2 separate regions of the Zea mays genome follow, and region 2 is linked to region 1. A link is a contact called in public HiChIP or PLAC-seq data. All regions are on one chromosome and are shown on one strand. Each heading gives the region's core, a stretch centred on a gene start, on an enhancer-like site or on the middle of the called end of the contact. The rest is flanking DNA. Distances are from core to core; before and after follow the strand shown. Region 1 holds the start of LOC103643677 (protein ALP1-like). Region 2 holds the start of LOC100279313.

The links. HiChIP or PLAC-seq counts read pairs in DNA pulled down with a chosen protein or histone mark.
Region 2: an H3K4me3 HiChIP or PLAC-seq map of leaf shows a contact between it and region 1, with 7 times the contacts expected there. The contact joins the promoter of LOC100279313 here to the promoter of LOC103643677 in region 1. A contact is called at or near these places in 6 of 25 Hi-C or Micro-C datasets (ear, leaf, tassel and 1 more) and 1 of 3 datasets of contacts at active chromatin or transcription factors (leaf).

The regions. Positions count from the first base shown.
Region 1 is chr1:255,454,385-255,457,998 of Zm-B73-REFERENCE-NAM-5.0, reverse strand. LOC103643677 (protein ALP1-like) reads right to left here and starts at 2,210. Exons shown (of 3, transcript XM_008666861.2): 1 at 1,204-2,210; 2 at 902-1,127; 3 at 22-827. The coding sequence starts at 1,713. The coding sequence ends at 397.
Region 2 is chr1:256,226,208-256,229,565 of Zm-B73-REFERENCE-NAM-5.0, reverse strand. It overlaps LOC100279313, which reads right to left and starts at 2,107. Exons shown (of 22, transcript NM_001366066.1): 1 at 1,697-2,107; 2 at 1,397-1,593; 3 at 1,161-1,322; 4 at 970-1,073; 5 at 540-649; 6 at 312-457; 7 at 61-196. The coding sequence starts at 2,047.

The DNA.
Region 1 (3,614 bases), core at 961-3,460:
TGTCAGCATAGGAAAGTAGAAGTAGAAGTAGCAGTAATGTCAGCATAGGAAAGTAGAAGTAGAAGTAGCAGTAATGTCAGCATAGGAAAGTAGAAGTAGAAGTAGCAGTAATGTCAGCATAGGAAAGTAGAAGTAGAAGTAGCAGTAATGTCAGCATAGGAAAGTAGAAGTAGAAGTAGCAGTAATGTCAGCATAGGAAAGTAGAAGTAGAAGTAGCAGTAATCATCATTGCTAGTCAACAATGGTATCAGGATGTAAGCAATGTCATCATTAGCAACTGGGCACATCACACAAAGAAAGTGAGTTCAAAACTATATATAGTTCATCATTGCTAATAGACAATGTTCTCAATTTTGCCACATCTGTTGAGCAACTTAGCACAGTACATAATGACCACTATCCCCTATTTTGCCACATCTGTTGAGCCCAATTGTCCCTGGTAGCAGACCAGGCAGCATTGTCCATGACAAGGTCAAGGGGAGCTCCCTCATGAAGTTGATTTGCAGCCCATGTGTCTTCTAGTGGAACATGTTCATCATTCCCATGACGAAGAATCCAGTTGTGGAGGATACAACAAGCTAGGACTAGCTTTACTTGTGTCTTGTATGGATGGAAAGGTTTGTTGTATAATATTTTGAATCTGTTCTTCAAAGCACCGAAGGCCCTCTCTATTGTCACCCTTAGTGATGAATGTCTAAGGTTGAAGAGCTCTTTTGGGTTCTGTGGATTCCTCCCCCCATATTCACTCAAGTGGTACCGTGTGGCACGGTAAGGGGGTAAAAACCCAGGCCTGACAGCATAACCAGCATCCACAAGGTAAAATTTACCTAACATCATAGATCATATATTAGGGAATACCAAGGGAAGTGTGTATTGTGTAGACCAATACTAATTTTTTTACCTTGGGGCACTTTTAGACCATCTTCTCTCTCAAGGGCATCAGCAAGGATAAGGGCATCATGTGCTGATCCCTCCCAGCCAGCAAGAACATATGTAAACCTTAGATCAAAGTCTACAGCAGCTAAGATGTTCTGTGTTGTGGTGTGTTTCCTGCCAAGGAAGGCAGCCCTCTGATTTCTAGGAACTCTTGCTAGCACATGAGTGCCATCAATGGCACCAATACAGTCCTACACATTAGGGCAAACATTTGTTACTACAAACCTACACATGAAAAGGAAGGGATTACATTTGTGGATGGCTGACCTTGAAATAGGGGTACCATCTGTGGCTATCTCTAATTTTGGTTGGTGTAGCAGTTGAAGGTGGCAAGATCATTTCATTTCTCAGTTCACCAACCGCATACAATACTTCCCTGAAGTATCTGCTGATGGTCTCAATAGACCTTCGAAAGGTCATGTGTACAACTCTAAACCTTTGATTATGACCTACCACATGTAAAAACATGGCAACCTGCTCCTCTACTGAGCTATGAATACTATCTCTCAATAGCTGCCTAGTGCGAAAAAGGTCACACAACTGCATAAAAGGGGCCCTTCTCATCCTAAGTAAGTCAACACACTCAACATCAGTGGATTCATAAATGAATCTCAGGTTGTTTTGTCTCTCTTGGTCTCTTTGGTGCATTGGGCCATAAGTGATAGACCTCCTAGCATGTAGTCGGTGCCTCAACCATGCATCCAACCAGGCTGACATAACTGCTACAAGGACCACAGCCTTTGCAATTAGCCGCCGACGTGCAATAGTAGGATCCATTGCTAGAGTAATAAAATAGAAAAGGAGATTAGAGGTCTAAGTTTGGCTTAGATGTACTGTGCTAGTTGCTAAAAGTAATTTCATAGAACATTGATCTATAGCTCAGATGCACACTAGCATCATAGAACATTGATCTATAGCTCAGAGGCACATTAGCATCATAGAACATTGATCTATAGCTCAGAAAATATATGATCAAGCATGGTAAATAGTAATGTGCCAGTTGCGAATATATAAAACAGATTCTTACACGAGCCACGGCTGCGACATCCAAGAGATGCGCCACCCAGAGGCATTAAAGCATCATATACCATTGATCGACAGCTCAGAGACTAATAAACAAGTATAGATATATTCAAAAGTAACCATATAACTCAGCTCAACACATAGAACATTGATCTATAGCTGAGAAAATATATGATTAAGCATGCTAAATATTAATGTGCCAGTTGCAAATATATATAAAACAGATTCTTACAAAAACCACGGCTGCGACATCCAAGAGATGTGCCACCCAGAGGTACTGCTTGTGCCCAGCAAGAGTAACCATAGAACTCAGCTCAACATAGAACTCAGCTCAACATAGAACTCAGCATAGAACTCACCCAGAGGTACTGGTTGGTTGCTCAGAGACTAATAAAAAAGTAACCATAGAACTCAGCTCAACATCATTGATCCTAGGTACTGCTTGTGCCCAGCAAGAGTATGTAGATTTTGTTAATAAATATGTCATCTTGTTAATATACAGGTAACCAAACAACATGAACCATCTGATTTTTGCATCCCATGGATCTTGCATCCTCATATACAGGTAACAAAACGGATCACTAAGGGTGACAATCCAAGTAAATTATAGATTTTCTTGAAGAAATGCGTGTTCTAAACCAGATCAGAGCAACCAATACGAAACTGGATCCACAAATCCAGATCTGAGCAACCAATACGAAAATCATATTTGAGCAAGCACAAAATCGTATCTGAGCAACCAGATCCAGGGGGAGGGCAAGAAAAAGTGTCAAACCTCCGTACCTTTGACAGCGGAGGGAGAGCTCGACGGAGAGAGGGAGAGCTCGGCACAGACAAGTGATGGCGACGACACCGATGGAGATCTCGAGGGAGAGGGAGAGCTCGAGGGAGAGAGGGAGAGCTCGGCACAGACGAGTCACGGCGACGACACCGATGGAGATCTCGAGGGAGAGGGAGAGGGAGAGAGGGAGATCTCGAGGGAGAGAGGGAGGGCGAGTGGAGATGGCGTACCCGGCCGAGGCGGCGCCAAACCCTAGCACGCGGGATCCAGCTCGAGGGAGAGAGGGAGGGCGAGTGGAGATGGCGTACCCGGCCGAGACGACGGCAAACCCTAGCACGCGGGATCCAGCTCGAGGGAGAGCTCGGGAAACCCTAGCACGCGGGGCTGCGCGAGCGAATGCGCCTGCGAGCGAGCTGCCGCGCGTGGGGAGCCTGGCTACGGAGCGACGCCCAAAATGGCCGTATGAGCCGGGCCTGGTTGAGAGGTGGGTTTTGCAGCAAGCGAGACAGGCTCCGACCCCCACACAGGTAACCAAACAACATGCACCATCTGATTTTTGCATCCCATGGGTGTTGCATGCTCATATACAGGTAACCAAACAGGTGGAATGTCTTTGTTAAAAGACGTGTCTTTAGTTTTTTACATTTACTCTTTTTGACATACTTTAAGGCACAACCCAAAACACTCATTGTACATACCCTGATGATGATCATAGGATAAAAAAAACAAGCGTGTTATTACATTTCCACAATTTCAGGTAAAGCCACAAAAATGTAATAATTTGAGACTTTTCAAAAAGGTAGAACGGAAAACATTTGTGGAGACCATTTCTGATAGGCGAGGCGACAGTTCCCCACAGCACTACAGCAGGTTC
Region 2 (3,358 bases), core at 858-3,357, 770 kb before region 1:
GCTAAGAAGTACAGAAGAATAAGATATCATGTTGAAGTTGAGAAGCACATAATTACCAACCTCTATAGGAAAATAGATTGGATCCTGCTCGCTGCCAGCATTGACGCATGGGAGATATTTGTATTTCAGTTCCAGGCCGTATATTTCTCTGAAGTAATCAATCACAGTCGTTGTGACTCCAACCTTTGATTCAAAACTGATGTTTTAAAGGAATCATGAAAGATTTGATTAGAAGAAGTGCCGCTGACAGAATTTGATGGTACCATGTATTTCTGAAAGTTCAACATAAATGAAAATGAGAACAATCCTACCTCAAATCATTAGTAGGATTCACTGACAAGCCAGCAACTCTGTACGTAGAGAGTTGGCGTCTATTATCTTTTTTCTTTGACCATACTCGGCGTCTATTATCTCTGTGTGTGACTTGAATCCTCACACCCCTGAGGGCCTTCAAGAGCTGAAATTCAGAAAGCAACATACATCTGAAGTTTTGATTTGCACAGTGCATTCTGTATCAAGGCAGGATAAAGCATGGATACCTTGTCATACTCAGGTTTAGTCAAGTTCCTATCCACGGCATCTATCTTTAGGATCTTCTGAACGAATTCAATCAATAGCAGGGGTTGAACGAATACAGATGAGGACACGTCTGCAATGGAAAATTTACTGCAAGTTACAAATTCGGCAAAGACAGATCTGAACTGCAATATGACCAACCATGTAGATGTGCACTCGCAAGATTTTCTTTCAAGATATCACCTGAAACTACAGTGTCCACTTGATTTGAACTAAATATGATTTGTACAAAGTCACCAACCACATGAAATTAACTTAAACAAGTACAGAATTATACCCAGATTTCCCATTTGCCAGTTCTGCCATCTCAACATCCTGTCTGTTTTTCTGACCATACTGTACACAACTAGAAGGAAAACCCAGATTTAGAGGTGAGGTGATATCTTATCTGACCTGCAATCAGAGACAAGCAGTTCTGTGTTGGCCTGATGCTCAGATAGAGCCCCTTCCATGCGTCAACACCCAGTGTGCGATCCTTTTTGTCAATCACGACGCATCTGTTCACAGCCCAGAGACGAATAACATTGTCATCCCAAATCATGAACATAGTAAGATAATCAGAGACTGAATGTTTCGTTAATTACTCCATGTCATTGCGTTCGTTGAAGACGTCACGCAGCACGGTGTCGAGGACCACGAGCGCCTGCGCGGGGATGTCCGTGGGATAGCCCGCTAACAGCATCCTCAGCTGTAGCAGACTAATCGTTGCGGCATGGTTGATCATCACCTTGTACTTCCTGTCCATCCTGCACAATTCGTCGAGCATTTGCATCACTCTCCGCAGGGACCACATGAGATAGGAGAAGCAGAGCTTACGTACTTTTCGTCGCCGCCTGCAGAGAGGGGGACCTCGAACTCCTTGGTGTCGAACGGCAGCGCACCGGCTGTGAAGAGCGAGTCACCGTCATCGTACACGGAGAAGCGGCCGTCGAAATCCGTGTGCTGGTTCTCGGACAACAGCTTCGTCATGATCTCTCTGTACGCGGCCTTGGGCGTCGGCTCGGGCGAAATGGTTACCTACAAGTGCATCGAAACACGGGAACCAACGGAAATGACGCTCGGTTAGATCAGATCAAAACCAACAACGGGAAGTACTGGACGAGAGAGTACGAGCACTTACGTTGTACTGATGCAGGGCCTCGTCGACGAGGCGACCGAGGAAGAGGTTGGCCCTGACGACGTACGGCGTCCCCGCGGCGCCGTACCCTGGGCGCGGCGGGAACACGGGCTCGGAGCGGCGGACGTGGATGCCGAGCGCCTCGAACTCCTCCCACAGCGGCGCGGTGATCTCCTCCCCGAGGGTTGGCTGCCCATTTTGGCGGATATCGGCGGGCAGGCTCTGGCCAACGCGCGAGGGGTCGTCGCCGCGGTGCTCGTTGTGGTTCCCCGCCTCAGAGCCGCTCGGGTTTGCCTCGTCCCGTCCGTTGCCGTTGAAGTCCATCGCCTCATCGACAGGCGGATGCCTTCCCATGGGCGCAACTGCCCTGGCGCTCACGTAGAAGTTTGTTACGTATTTGGAGGAAGAAGAAAATGCAATGGAGAGGAAGAGATGAGTTAGTTCTAGTGTTGAACACGGCGTGCACCACCGCGCCTTATATAGAGGTAGTGCAGCAAACCCCACGGTGATTTTCAAAAAAAAAAAAAAGAGTAATGTGCAGTGAATTCTCTTTTCCACTGTATTTTTTTGTATGAGCTCAATAGACCGACGGTCATTTAAACTTTGTAAACATATTTTTTTTGTATTTCTAAACTTCTTTATGTGGTGTACCACGTATATCTATATCAAACACATGAACATTTCTTATTGATAGCGCCTGCTAGCTGCTAGCGTGCCATGTATTTTTATATTTAGCCTTTAAAATTTACTTCCCCTTAAAAAAAATCATGGGCATCGATGATGCTACTTCATGAGGCATCAGCCATGTGAACTTCTGCAATAGCAAAGGAAGGAGACGCAGGAAAGACAAAAGGGGGGGGGGTTCTATTTTTAGAGCTAGTTTAGAAACCTTAATTTCTAAAGAAATTTTATAAAAAAAATGAACTAATTTCTCTTTCGAAAATGAAAATCCCTAAAGAGAAAAATAAACATAAGAGTACATGCTATGCTGGCCGCCTACGTGACATACTCTTACAAGCTTCCGTGTATTTAATTCCTTTTTGTTGTCTACTCTAGCGGAAGCAGCGTTTGTGGCTGAGCAAAGTGATCACAGAACTTACTGGCTACAAGCGTATAGAGCCACTTGAAACAGACAGAAGTGGCCGGTGCCTTTTTGAACGCAGTTATAGGAATATCACGTGAATTAATTATTTTTCACTTGAAAAAAAGAGTAGAAAACAGAAAGAAAGAAACGTCTGCGTTCCAAAGGGGCATAGGTCGGAAGACTCGGAACGCTGTTTTCCGTTATTGAAGAAAAGACTTCGGTCAGTCTAGCTAAGTATTTTTTGAGGTTGATAATGCAGGTACACCAGCCAGCAGCCCAGCAGTGTCACCCGGGCATGACAACTATGTCCTAATAGTTACTTCATCTGTCTTAAAATATAATTCGTTTGATTTTTTCAACTTCAATTTGACCACTCATCTAATTCAAAAAAATCATGAGAAAATTTAAAAAATTAAGCCATATGTAAAGTATATTTGATAATAAACAAAATCACAATGATTTTTTTTTCGCTTTTTCACAACGAATTTTTAGATACAACTACTAAATATTAATTATTGTCATATCAAATATATTTGAATGCTATTTAAAAGTATTAAATATAGTCTAATTATAAAACTAAC